Regions from separate parts of the Mus musculus genome. Here region 1 is linked to region 2. A link is a contact called in public Hi-C data. All regions are on one chromosome and are shown on one strand. The core of a region is the stretch at or near the end of the contact, and the rest is flanking DNA. Distances in the headings are between cores, read along the strand shown.

Region 1 (6,760 bases), core at 316-2,815, 69 kb after region 2:
TAGCTCCTCCATTGGGGGCCCTGTGATCCATCCAATAGCTGACTGTGAGCATCCACTTCTGTGTTTGCTAGGCCCCGGCATTGTCTCACAAGAGACAGCTATATCTGGGTCCTTTCAGCAAAATCTTGCTAGTGTATGCAATGGTGTCAGCGTTTGGACGCTGATTATGGGATGGATCCCTGGATATGTCAGTCTTTAGATGGTCCATCCTTTCTTCACAGCTCCAAACTTTATCTCTGTAACTCTTTCCATGGGTGTTTTGTTCCCAATTCTAAGAAGGGGCACAGTGTCCACACTTTGGTCTTCGCTCTTCATGCCTATGAGTTGCATGCGTTTAACAAATTGTATCTTATATCTTGGTTATCCTAAGTTTTGGGGCTAATATCCACTTATCAGTGAGTACATATTGTGTGAGATTCCTAGGCAAATGGATGGACCTGGAGGGCATCATCCTGAGTGAGGTAACACAATCAGTTTTTTATTATTTTTCATTTTTTAGTTAACTTGTGAATGTGTATGCTTGTGTGTATATGGAAATAAAACAGTATTTGCTACTTAATGCACAGGGCAGACTGGAATTCAGGAGACTATGATCACTGCCTAAAGAACAGAAAGTGTTATTTCCTAAAATTTTGAGCAGCAGGACCCTTACATACATGATCCTACTGCATCCCCCTGGTCTGTCTACTCAGTGCTGTTCTCACTTAGAAAGTCTAGAAGGGAGGTAGTTAGCAAATACCTGGGATTTCAGCTCAGAGTTGTGTGAGTCTAAGGCACTCTCTCATCCTGCCTCAGAAAATGCCAAGCCCAGGTGATGTATTTAAGGGCTGTGGTGTCAGCACTATTTAACATTTTTAGATGTTACTTAGCAGAATTGAGGAAATTTAATATATAATAAAATCAGATATCCTCAATCATCCAACTTATATTTATTGTGTTCCTACTTTACATGGTCACAGAGCAGATAAGAGCCAGCTTTTATCTGGTCCAGTCCCTGTTCTATAGATGCTTACAGTGGAGGGTTTGGAGGAAGGAACATAGATCATGGAATACAAACTGTTGAGTGTTGTGATAGGGTTGAACACGTGACAAGTCTCTGCTCAGCCATCAGAAGGTTTTAAAGCTTCTAGGACAGCTTGCTAGGGTAGGAGGAATGACTGTGTGAGAGCTGTGAATTCATAGAAGGATCAGAGGACACAATAATGAAAAAGGTGGAGGTGGGGGTGGGAGTGATAGAAATAATTTAAGCAGAAGAACATAATGGTAGGGACGTAGCCAATGTCACAATCCGCCTCGAGTGGCCTTAACGTATTGCCTAATACTTGCTACACTTGTTGGGACAAGAGAGTGTGTGTGTGTGGGGGGGGGCAGTTATTGGATGTATGGGTAATTGGGCAACATAATCCAGTAATTACTCTGTGAGCAAGAGATGAGAGTTATTGACCCAGAAATTCCCTGTAAAAGGCCTTTCTCTGTCCTTTCAATTCCCAGAGACAGCTTGTGCTGATGTCAGAGGGGAACCCTGCGCTTTCACCCCTCCTGTCTAAGTAGGTCAGTATTTGCTGACACTATGAGAGTCTGCGTTATTTCTCAGTCTGCTAGAACACTGCACTAATGAGGAGCAGGTCATGGGTTTAATCCTCTCTTGGGCCTCTTAGCTTCCCTCTGTTCTGTAGCCACAGACAGCACCCTTAACCCTGTGATGTGTCTTCTCAAATGCCAGCAGCCGGTCCAGAAGGCTGGTGAGACCTCTTAGACAGGTGAGAGAAAACTCATCTGTTTCCAGGCCCTTGCCAGGGTGTGGCTTCTAGCGAGGATTCCAGTGACCTGGCTTCATAAGTGTGACTGTGGCTTGCCAAAAGTGATAAAAACATTTATCTTATTGTATCTCTCACCTCAACTCCTACTGAACATTTGCAGAAAGGCTATTATTAGATTTTTTTCCTCTTCAGTGGAAACTAAAAAGATTTATCAATTGGGAGTGTCTTACCAAATTATCCAGTAAGAGGACCCAAGGCACTAACCCACACACATCCAAGCTAAATTTCAAAAATCCGTATGTATATGCAATCATTTTGAAACATAATCCATCGTTCCAGAACTGAGCTGGGCAGCTATGTGCTCATCACACAACTAAGCAGGGATAAGTTCACTCAGTGAACCTGGCTAAGTCTACTTCACTATCCATCCAATCCACCACTATGTATACTCTTGTGAATCCTTGAGGCTGCTCACCAGAACTAGAGCATAAAGTCATGTTACAGAAGACACTACACACCTTGATTGTAAAATATAGAGAAAGCAGGCTGGATTTTAGCTGGGAACATTCTCTCTGATGGCTAGCCTTCAATATACCAGAGGGCACCAAGTAGGCTGTTGGAGCAGAAGGGATATTGTTGATCTTGCCAACTATGAACCCTATGAACCAGAAGCTCACTCTGGGCGCGATGTGCCAACCTGTGCAACTGCCAGTGCTGTGAGGAAACCTGACTGCTCTCGGGTTAGATTGGAGGCCTGCTCTGTGGAGGGGAGGGGAAAGGGGAATCCACACTGGTACCGTAAGCCCAGCTAACAATCCAGCTCTGGGCTAAGTCAGAGACACTTCTTTACCATGAATGGTGTTAAATTAGAGACTTACACCTGCCCAAGATACAGAGAATGAATGAGGGCCTCACAAGTGGGAGGGGCTCCCTTTGGATTTCCTTGTTTGCATCATCTCAGGCTTGTTAATTTGGGAGAAAGGGAACCTGATCTTTGAAGATTGTGCAGCTGATGAGTAGAAAATACAAATTAGAACCAGCCTTTGGTGCTCATGGCTCCCAAGTCCTTCACAACAGCTCTATCAACAACTAGATTCTCTAGCCTTGAACAAGGAGTGCTTCTGGGAACTTGTTTTCATGAAGAGACTCCTGGTAAAAGCCATGTACATTTTTTTCTTCTTTTATAATAAATATGTGTTGTGCTTAGTGGGTATATCTGAGTAGCTGTCTTTTGTGCACTTACAACTTTGACATGTATATAACATGGGAAATGGAATTGTTACTGAACATGGGCACCTTTTAAACCTTCTTCTAACAGCTAAATGGTAAGGGCTAAGATGGCATCCTTTGCGAGAGCAACGTTTACACGAGGGTTTCTTCCTAGATGTGTTTCCTTTGCAGAGCCTGCTCCCTGGGGGCACGAGGCCCATGTTCTCGCAGATAAGCATTAGAGAATCCAGAAATGTTGAACAGGCAGCAGAAGGGATGTACACTTTCCCCAGCCAGAAGGCTGGAGTAGATATTGTTTAGTAGCTTTGTGGTTCTTTCCTCTCTGTAGAGCCAGGCCTTGCCTAGATAACCCATTCCTGTGAAAAGCGTCCCAAGTACTTTGCTAAAGAGTTTTCTTTTGTGCTTATTACAATCTCTTCCCCCTTTATGTTCAGCGCTGTTTCTGAGCCAATAGAGCAGACTATTGTGGAAGAAGTCATGTGTGCTGTGCAAAAGAGTTTCAGGGCAGCCTTGCCTGAAGCTTTATTGTGATAATTATCATGAGGAAACTTCCCCCAAAGTTTTATTGTGTTTAAATATGTCAAAAATTAAACTGCTTGATGTCAGACTCCAGAAGTTTGAAGCAGCCCAGCTAAGTTGTACTGAACCGAGTTTCTTTGTTAACTCCTGAGATTCGTTTCTCTGTGGGTGCAGAGCTTGTTGGGACCTTCAGACTCCATGGTGGAGAGCTACACTATGTATGGGTCTTTACCCTGCACGCTCAGGGCACAGTCTACCTTTTGTGAGCATTAGTTTCCTTTTAATTTCTCTCCCTCTTCCCTCCCCCTCCCCCTCTCCCTCTCCCTCCCCCTCTCCCTCCCCCTTCCCCTCTCCCACCTCTTCTTTCTCCACCTGTAGAGGCCAGAGGTTACCAGCTATTGCTCCTCAGGTACTGTCCACCTTGACATTTTTGAAACAGGGTCCCTCATTAGACTGGAACGCACCATGTCAGCTTGGCTGGCTGGCTATTGAACCCCCAGGATCCACCCATCTCTGCCTTCCCAGCACTGCCATTACAAATGTATACTGCCATGGCTGGCTTTTTCATATGGGTTCTGGGGATCGAACTCACACTCCTGTGCTTGCAAGGCAAGCATTTTTCCAATTGCCGTATCTCCCCAGCTCCAGATTTTGGTTCTTTGGTTGGCAAGGCAACAGAGCTAACCTACAAAGCCATCTTAGAAACTCATCCAGGGTTCGACTATTTGCTTCATATTAATGTTTTGTGGCTGTGTTGCTATAGCTAGTACATATACACAGCTGTAAGATGAAGTGTCAGCTGTTAAGGAATTCTTAGTTTATCAAGGAAGACAAAATACAAGTGAAACATGATATGTTAGTAGGTGCTGGGGATCCAAATGGTGGGGGTAGGGGATTGACAAGACCTTAAGTGGTTTCTGGAGTGATAACACACTATCAGGCTCCAAAAGAAAAATTTATCAGTTCATGGGTGGCAGTTTTGGCAGAAAGGGAGGTGCTCAGCAGAGGGAGAGGATGTGATGAGCACAGTGCCTCTGGTATCTCTAAATGAATTTGACTGGGACTCAGGGGACATAAGGTAGTGTGGACAGGTAGACTTCTGACCATGAAAATGCCATTCCATCTCTTGTTCACAAGGGAATCTCTATGTGACAGTGAGGGTAAGAGGTATTAATTTATATCTAAACTAAAAAAACCAACTCAAAGTACAAGGCTGACTGCTGACAAATCAGTTGTCCAAGATATTGTGTCAGTTCTATGGGGGTGGAGGGGTGCAGAAGAATGGCCCGCCTGCTGACGAAACCTGCTCTCTCCGACTGTGGGAAGGAAACAGCTGAGTAGAAGCCTTTGGTAGCCCACTGTGGGTAAACAGTTTTGCTTAGAGCTCTATCCTCTGTGCAAATAGCAAGATGTTTTTGAGACATGGGGAGGGCACAATTCACGGGGTGGGGGCAGCTGGTGTTGGAAGTAGGAGATGCCTGGGCTTGCTCAGGCTTCTGAGTTCACAGGTAGATCACAAGAAGCTAAGAAATCCCAAGAGGTGAGGGCATGGAGAAAAGAGTGGCCAAAGTCAAACATGTTTAATCCTAAGCAGGTGAGGTGGGAGAAGGATACCCTGTGTTTCTACTACATGACCACATGTGGTGTCCTGTCCTGTCTTGGGTGTTGGGTAAATTGGTTATGGTTGGGTAGGTAAATTTAAACTAGGGTAAGAAAGGGTCGGGGGAGGGAAGAAAGAGATTGGAAATTGAGAGTTGGAATGTGTACAAGTATGGAAAAAGGGAAATGTCCCAGAGCACAAATGATGATACAAGCAAGACTATTTTCATGGGCTCATAAAGCGATCAGTAGGCCAGATACATTAGACACCCACTCATCCACCCACCCAGGCACCTACCCATTTACCTGCCCACCCAACTGCAATAAACTGGGTCCTCCCTCTCTCCCTCCCTCCCTCCTCCCCTCCCTCCATCCCTCTTTTAGTCTCTCCCTCCCTTTCTAATTAAGAAAATGCCCTACAGGTTTGTCTACTTAAAGCTGGACCTTCTGAAGACATTTTATAATTGAGGTCCAGCCTCTCAGATGTCTATAGCTGGCATCAAGATAACATAAAACTAGCCAGCACAATACAAGGAGATAAGCACAGCACTATCCATGTCACTTTCTGTCCTACTCGGCCATTAACTTGGTACATCCTCAGATCTTCAGGAAAAAGTTGTTGTTGAATAATTGTCTTTATCAGGTTGGTTTGAAGGCATGTATGTGAGAAATTGTCTTAATTTTTAATTGATTCAGGAGAGCCCATCCCACTATGGGTGACACCATTCCCAGGCAGGGGGTCCTGAAATCTATGAAGAATTTAATGAATGAATCAGCAAGCAAATTTTTTCCATTATTTCCACTCCAAGATCTGCTCCAAGATCTTGCGGTCCTGATCTAAGTTCCCTTCACAACAGACTGTAACCTGTAAGGTGAAGTAAACCCAGCACTCTCTTACATGAATTTTGGTCAGTGTTTTAGCATAGCAACAGAAAACAAGCCTTGGAGACCTGTATAGGTTGATCTTCTTGGTCTTGGATGATCTGAGAATGGGTACTTTAAAGCCTTCCTTTACATTACTCTTCATTTCTACTCCATTTCAGAAAGAACAAACTTAAATAATAGTCTTCAAGTTCCAATCATCATCTTCAAATACCACAAATGGGCAGTTCATACACTTCTATGTTCATTTGCTTCACAATTTGTTGACAAAATGCTTCATTTATTACAGGTTCCTGAGCCTAACGTCCTTGCCTGTAATGACCCTCTGGTTCCCCAGAAGACAGCTGGTAGGAAGATATCTTAGAAATGCAAAGACCTTTTACTGCAGCTGTAACAGAATGGTGTGAAAGTTCACTGCACAACTTTCAGAACAAAGGCTTCCTATAGGAAAGAATACAGAGAAAGTCCCACTTTTCATGTTCTGTCTCTCTTTTCTGGTGAATTCAGCACAGAAGATTGTCAACTTTCCTTGTAGACATTGAAGTGGGAAGCTGGTAGCAGTATAGGCTGCCTTCAGGCTGCCTCCAGTGCCTCATGACTTGATTAAAATTCCAGGCTGGGCTTCCTAGATGTTCAGGGTCTGAGATGCTTGGATATCTTAGAGTTGTGATCTTTGGCATCTATCAGAGGGAGACTTTTGCCTTTTCTATATTGTTTCAGAATAAGATAGAAGTGAGATTTTTAGTTTGTTTCTATCAAGTCCTTTCTTA
Region 2 (6,561 bases), core at 583-3,082:
GCCAGAGGTTTTAGGAATTAGGAGAGTACACTGTCTTGAGTCTGAGATTGCTTTCTGTTAGGAGACAAGCCGGAATGGGAAGAAGTAACTTCTACAAAGCGCCCAGTGGCTGCTGTCTGACTGGGGAGGGGAACAGTGGGGTTCATTGTGTGGTGAAGGTTTTGTTCACTGGTGTGAAGGAAGGGGTATGTCTCTGGAGGATTCTGCAGCATTTGGTGAGCACTGAGAAGGTGCTCCGAGCACTTTCTGATGGAGCTATTGAAAAGTCAGCGTTACAAGGCTGCACCCCTTTCTCTAGTAATGAAAATAAACGCAGCCCTGGCACACAGGCTGTAATCTGGAAATGGGTTTCAGAAATCCACTCTACTGAGTAAATGGGCTATTACAGCCCATCATTATGGAGGCCAGGAATGTACATAGACTAGAGAGAGGCGGGAGTGGAGCAAGAGGAGAGGGGAGTTAACCATTTCAAGATGTGATAGACTAGAAAGTTTAGCCTCTAAGTTTTCATCTGCCTAATGTTCTTATTGACAGCTAAAAAAAATCTCAAAAACTGTGAGGGATTGAGCTTCCCCCCCCCCCCACATATAAGTGAATATATTAGCTGGGTAGTTTCTTAGATGCTTTTCACAGAACATACAAAACTCTTTGGGGTAAAACAAAGGATGTTATTACTCAGAGTACTCGAAATAGGTGGAATATCAGAATAATAATATGAGGAAAGAGAGAGGGGGAGAGAGAGGGAGGGAGGGGAGGAGAAGAAGGAGAGAGAGGGGGAGGGAGGGAGGGAGGGAGGGAGAGAGAGAGAGGAGGGAGAGGGAGGGGGAGGGGGAGAGGGAGAGAGGGAGAGGGAGAGGAAAGGGGGAAGAGTGGGGAGAGGGAGGAGAGGATGGAGAGGGGAGAGAGAGAGAGAGAGGAGAGAGAGAGAGAAAGAGAGAGAGAGAGTTTACTAAGCTGGAATAGCAGCAGTGTAGACTGTGAAGAGGTATGGGCAACATCTGCACGTGGAGTAGATTATTTAACAGGAGGGGGTCTTGAGCATTATGAACCTTAACCCATTGTGATGGGTAGTGAGCACTTCTTTCCTTTACAGGTTCAGGGTACCCTTTCTTTGGAAAGACAGCTCAACAAAGGTCAGTGTTTGTACTAACAAGGGTTAGGGTTAGGATTGAGGTTAGGGTTAGGATTAGTGCATCTTTTGGAAAACTGTCCTCAACAGAGAGCTCATAGATGTCTGTGGTATCTATGCCTATTGAGGCTCCTCCATCTGAACTGCCACATACTATATCTCACCACCTCCCATTTCTGCTTTCACCCCAGGCTTGGAATTAGGCATGGCATCTTTATTTTCATGCAGTAGGACCCTTGAGGAACGAATGCCATGCTCTTTGCAATTGTGAAGTTAACAGAGTAATCCGGGAAAGGGAAATAACTGGCCTGAGAGCGAGGGAAGGCAGTGAGCCTGGCTGCCCCAGCTATGGGAAGGAGAAAATCACTAGGTGCAGGGAGAGGCAGCATGTGGGGTGCAACAGGCAAATCAATGAGGGACCACAGGCTTGCTCTGCAACTCCTCTAATAAAGGTGATGTATTGTGATAGACAGTTAACTGACAGGTTGACACCCACTGTTGGTGACAAGCAGGTTGACAGTAGAAAGCCAACGAGAAAGAAACGAAAGGGGGAGAGATAGGAGGCATCCCACATGGTTTAAGTGTAACTGCGTTTGTTATTTTTTCTCTTGAATATTTTTAATCCATCACTCCAAGCGCGTCAGGGACAGCTCTCTGTGTCGACTTACAAGAAATGAAAGTGTGAGTCACAGGATGCTGGTAAGGCTAAGGCTCTGGAGGAAGCTGCCAGAGAGAAAAGAAACCAAGCTTGCACACACAGAGGTAGCTGCAAAGATAAAGATCCTTGCTTTAGGAAAGTCCCTCGAATGTAGTGAAACAAAACATGTTATGTAAAGGTTGAATGTGAAGATTCTGTCTACATTTTACAGAGAAACTTAATCCCGCTTGTTCTTAGGTGAGGTTGGAAACTCTACGGGCACCAGCACAGGAGAAGGGGACCCTCACTCATCCCGGTAGACACAGGAGGTAGTGTCTTCGAGCCTATTCTTCATGGAGCTTTTTAATTTCCTCAGCATCCACACAGGGCTTGACCAACTCTTGCTAACAGCACAGTAGACAGAAGGATGAAAGTGAATGATATGCCCTGAACTTGATCAGTCTGTCCCGATGTACAGTGACGTTCCATTCAGTTGACAGAGCTGAACGAGTCCTTCATGAAACCCAGGAACCCAGCGACTGGGGAAAATAAAAGTATTTGTGTTTAGGCATGTACTGCTCACACAGGGATGGTGGGGACACCTGCTTTGAATCTTTCATGCGGTAGGACTTTGTCCTACATGGGAAAGGAAGTTTGCTGAAGACACTGCCCCACAAGTCCTTTTATGGGGGGTTTGTACTCTGCTATGTTTAATTAGCAGCTAAATTTCATTATAGAACACTGTGGACTTTTCTCAGGGATTTAGATGTGAGATCCAGCATTCCTGAAGGTCAGCCGCATGATCCTGTGGATGTTCCAGAATCTGTGAATATGATAAGGTTGGATCACAGATTAATTAATAACTGTAGATTGTAAGTCACATCCCAGTCTACTCTTCTTTCCCAAGGAAAGGATGACTCAAGTTAGCACTAATCAAAAAAAAAAAAAAAAAAAAAAAAAGAATTCTAGGTAATTTTCTTTTTATCTCAAACTCCCAGTATCCTCTGGTCCCCGCTGCTCTGATTTGGACAGCATCCTTCCCTCTTCGTGGTTTCTCCGTATGGCGTATGAACATGACCATTAACCTCACACAGATATGGTTCAGTAACTACTGCCCTACTGTCTTCTCTGAGGACTGGCCTTGTAAATGTCAGCTGTCTCAGCCTGGAGCCCTCTCAGGTTCAGGATCTGTTACTGTGAATTGTGCCTGTTCAGCTGGCAAGCATAAACAGATGCTGAATAGTCCTTTGCGTTTGCTTGAAGACAAAGCCAATGATGACAGTGAAGGCCTTCTGCAACAGCTTATTACAAGTAAGAGAAGCAGGAAATTTATTCTGCAGGTCCCCTCCTTCCAAAAGGGCTTCTCTTATGCATTTAACGCCAGAGAAGCAGAGGAGGGAACCGCATCCTTTGTGATGTGCAGAGAACATTTCTACTTATGTATTCCATCATTGTGTGAAATCCAGCATGCCTTAAGCCGTACTCTCCATTTCCCCCATCACAGCAGCGCTTCTGATTAGTGTTCCTATTTCAGATTTATTCCCACAAGCTTCCAAAGCACAAAACCCCTGAGTCATTCCTCGCTCCTGCCTCCTCCACACACCCATATCCAATCACTAATCAAGTCCTGTTGTTTCTGCCTTCAGAATAATTTTCATATCTTCCTTTTTCCGTTGCCATGGATACCATCGAATCTCCCCTTTTGCTTCATGCCTGGACAACCGTGGTAACTTCTGGAGTCTCTTGACTCCACTCCAGCCCTTCCACAGCTGCTGCAGGACTGACTGCTCTTGCTATGCCAACCCCTGCTCAGGGACCTTCAGTAGCTAGCTCCCTTCTGTTCTTCAAGTCCAAAGTCTTTAACTCCCATGGCCTTGTGGAGCTGACCATATTCAAAAGCTCTCTGTTCATTTACACGAAGTTTTTTGTGTGAAATTTAGGAGGGGCCTCCGAGCTAGGATGCCTTTGGGGTGCCTTCACGAGTAGCTTGCACTGCCAGAATGCAGAGGCTGTAGAGAACAGGGAAGGGCTGTCTCCCGCCCCCAACCACTTAGAGCTAAGGTAGCGTATTGCAGTCGACCTGCTCAAAATGGCCACTCTGAAACTCTATTTTTTTTTCTTTTGGTGTGTGTGCATGCATGTATTCACATATGTGCACATGCAGACATGGGTGCATGCTTATGTGCATGCAGGTGTGGAGGCCAGAGGTCATTGTGGGTATCTCCTCAATCACCCTCGACCACAGTTTTAAGACAGGGTGTCTTCTGAACCTAGGCTGATTATGCTAAACTGACTGACTAGTCCGTGGGCCCCAGGGATCCTCCTGACTCCATCGCCCGAGCTCTGGGATCTCAGGTGTGCACTGCCAGGTCCTTTTATGTTCATATAGGGTGGGAAGGAGGTGCTCATGGCTTTTCCGGAGCAGTCTGTACCTTCTTTTACCCATAGCCTTTGACTCAGGTGGCTTTTAAAAAACTTTCTGAAATATACCCTAACTTCCTTGTGACTGGATGATTCCTGTTTGCTCCTCAAAATTCATGAATATTAATTCTGTGGGAAGTCCTTGACCCCGCAGCTGGGAATACTCTATGTTTGATGTGCTCTTACCACTGCACAGTTTAATTTCTCAGCCTTGACTTGAGGACCTATGGTTAGCCACTCTGCACAAAGACTACGCATGCTCTTTTCAATATTTTTTAAACATTAATTTTGTCCCACTTTGGACTTTCTGCCAATTCTAGAAAACAGTACACACGTATCATCAATGTAACTGTCCTTTAGATAAATCACTAGTCATTCTAAATACCCTCTCATCTCAAGAGTGATAGGATCTGCCTTCGGAAACGCTTGAGTACACAGGAGTGTCCTGGCCATGCCGAGGAGGTAAACGGCTTGCATGTTGTCCTCTGTGTGCTTGCGTGCTCTGGCTACATCTTCTGTGCTTGCATCATCTGCTACTGCTTGCCAAGTGGTCTCTGTTTACATGTAATTGAACATCTATCTGGCTTTTGGAACAAGGGTGCCTTCCCACAGTATAATGCATGGTGACATCTCTCAGAGAGCATGCCCAGGTTCAGCAGGCTGCACCCCATGCTGTCTCTTTCTGTTGCCTCAGACTCCCAGAGACTCCTCCATCTGAGGTCTGGCTAATATTTAGGTGGAATAAATTCATCATACAGCATTCGTGATCTGCATTTTCTGAAATACCTAGGAGTGTCAAGATCCCCTCCATATCATATAAGTGCCAAGAGGTCATTGGGTGCACAACAGCACACTCATCTCTGCAGGTACTTCTCCACACTGTGCTGCTCTGCTGTTGAAAGGCTAACTGGACAGCTCAGGCAAGAGAGGATAGAAGAGCTGCTTGTGGATTTTTATTTCATTATTGATTATGGTGAAATCTGCCTGCCTCCACACAAGCGCCTGACCCCTGTGCTGAGAACATACTCAGAGGCCCATGATCAGTCTCTTCCTTCATCTTTATCTCTAGATCTTCTTGTCTGACTGTGCTGCCTCAAGTCACAAGTTCTTTTCACTTTCTTCTTAATCCTTAGATAAATATCAACCCCCCACAGATCATAAACATCTAGACTTTCTTGTATCTAGAGCTTCTGATAAAGCTGTCTTCAGTTCCAAGGTGAGCAAACACATTCATGGCTGTAATTTACCATGGGCTTCAAAATCTTCACTTGCAAAAGCAAAGCTTTGCTTTTGAGTTACAGCAAAATCTTCCCAGAGCAAACAGTTCCTCAGTAGAAGACAAGAGAAGGTCACTAATGCATTACAAAGATGTTATCTAGCAGTAGTCTAACACCTGTGCTGCATCATAATCACCATCTCCCCTGCTGTTGTCCCTTCTAGACTGGATCACCTATGGGGGTATGTCCTGCTCATTGTGGGCTCCTGATATAACACGACAGACACTTCCTGGTAGGGATCGGTGCATGCGCAGAGGAGAGATGGACAAGACCATTTTGGAAACCTCTGTGTTCCTAAGCAACGGGCTTGACAGTGATTGCTGAGGCATGAATTTGCAGGCCTGCTGGCTAGTCTTTATAGCGGTCAAAAATAGACACGTTCTGTGTTGTATTCAGCTGCTAAGCAGTGTGTGTGTATGTGTGTGTGTGTGTGTGTGTGTGTGTGTGTGTGTGTGTGTGCACGCGCGCACGCACAGAATTCTTATTCTCGTGGAGCTGTAGAGGGCTAGTGCTAACCTGTATAGATAATTCCAGGAATCTTAAAACTCGATGCTCACATGGCAGCATAATGGCAGCGTGGAACTGTCAGCTGTTGAACTCACAGGACATACCAGCGCTGGTCTGGGAGCGTCTCATGCAGCATCCGAGCGTTCCTGGGCTCCTGTGATTATCCTCATCTTAGAAATGAGGAAATGCCAAGAGGTCAAGGGCTTTGTCTAGAGGTCACCCGATCAGAAGGAAGCAGAGCTGGGGCAGGAACATGGTCTCATTAGCAGGTGGCTGGGGTCCATCTGGCAGTGCTTCTAAATGATCCTAGCAGGGTATGCGTGTCTAGATTCTACCTATTGCATTAGAATCAAGCTGGACATGTCTGTTGTACATCTCAGGCATGAAGTCTTGAGCAACCCTGTTGATCAAATGAAGGAAGGTTTTCCTCAAGGAGTGGGATATGCACAGAGAAGTTCACAAGCAAATTCATCAGAAAAAAAAAATCCTGGAACAATCCACTAATGAACAAAGCCATAGACAATCTGTTTCCATGCTTTGCATGGCTTTAAAGAAAAAGCAAAGTGTTGCTTTGCAGAAACCAATGCTTA

The links. A called contact is a pair of places that touch in the nucleus more often than the background predicts.
Region 1: a Hi-C map of uterus shows a contact between it and region 2, with 2.8 times the contacts expected there. The contact joins two enhancer-like sites. A contact is called at or near these places in 1 of 39 promoter capture datasets (the 3T3-L1 cell line), 8 of 484 Hi-C or Micro-C datasets (CD4 T cells, Th1 cells, bone marrow-derived dendritic cells and 4 more), 3 of 115 datasets of contacts at active chromatin or transcription factors (CD8 T cells, bone marrow-derived dendritic cells and embryonic stem cells) and 1 of 9 other capture datasets (liver).

The regions. Positions count from the first base shown.
Region 1 is chr9:13,962,011-13,968,770 of GRCm38.p6, forward strand. No RefSeq gene overlaps it. Among named protein-coding and RNA genes, the nearest start is that of 1700019J19Rik, 120 kb to the right of the region's middle. Within about 2 kb of position 1,566, at least 13 of the 459 cell types and tissues checked have an H3K27ac peak or open chromatin away from gene starts, as enhancers often do. A contact at or near this core is called in uterus, where this site is marked.
Region 2 is chr9:13,892,864-13,899,424 of GRCm38.p6, forward strand. No RefSeq gene overlaps it. Among named protein-coding and RNA genes, the nearest start is that of Fam76b, 68 kb to the left of the region's middle. Within about 2 kb of position 1,833, at least 90 of the 459 cell types and tissues checked have an H3K27ac peak or open chromatin away from gene starts, as enhancers often do. A contact at or near this core is called in uterus, where this site is marked.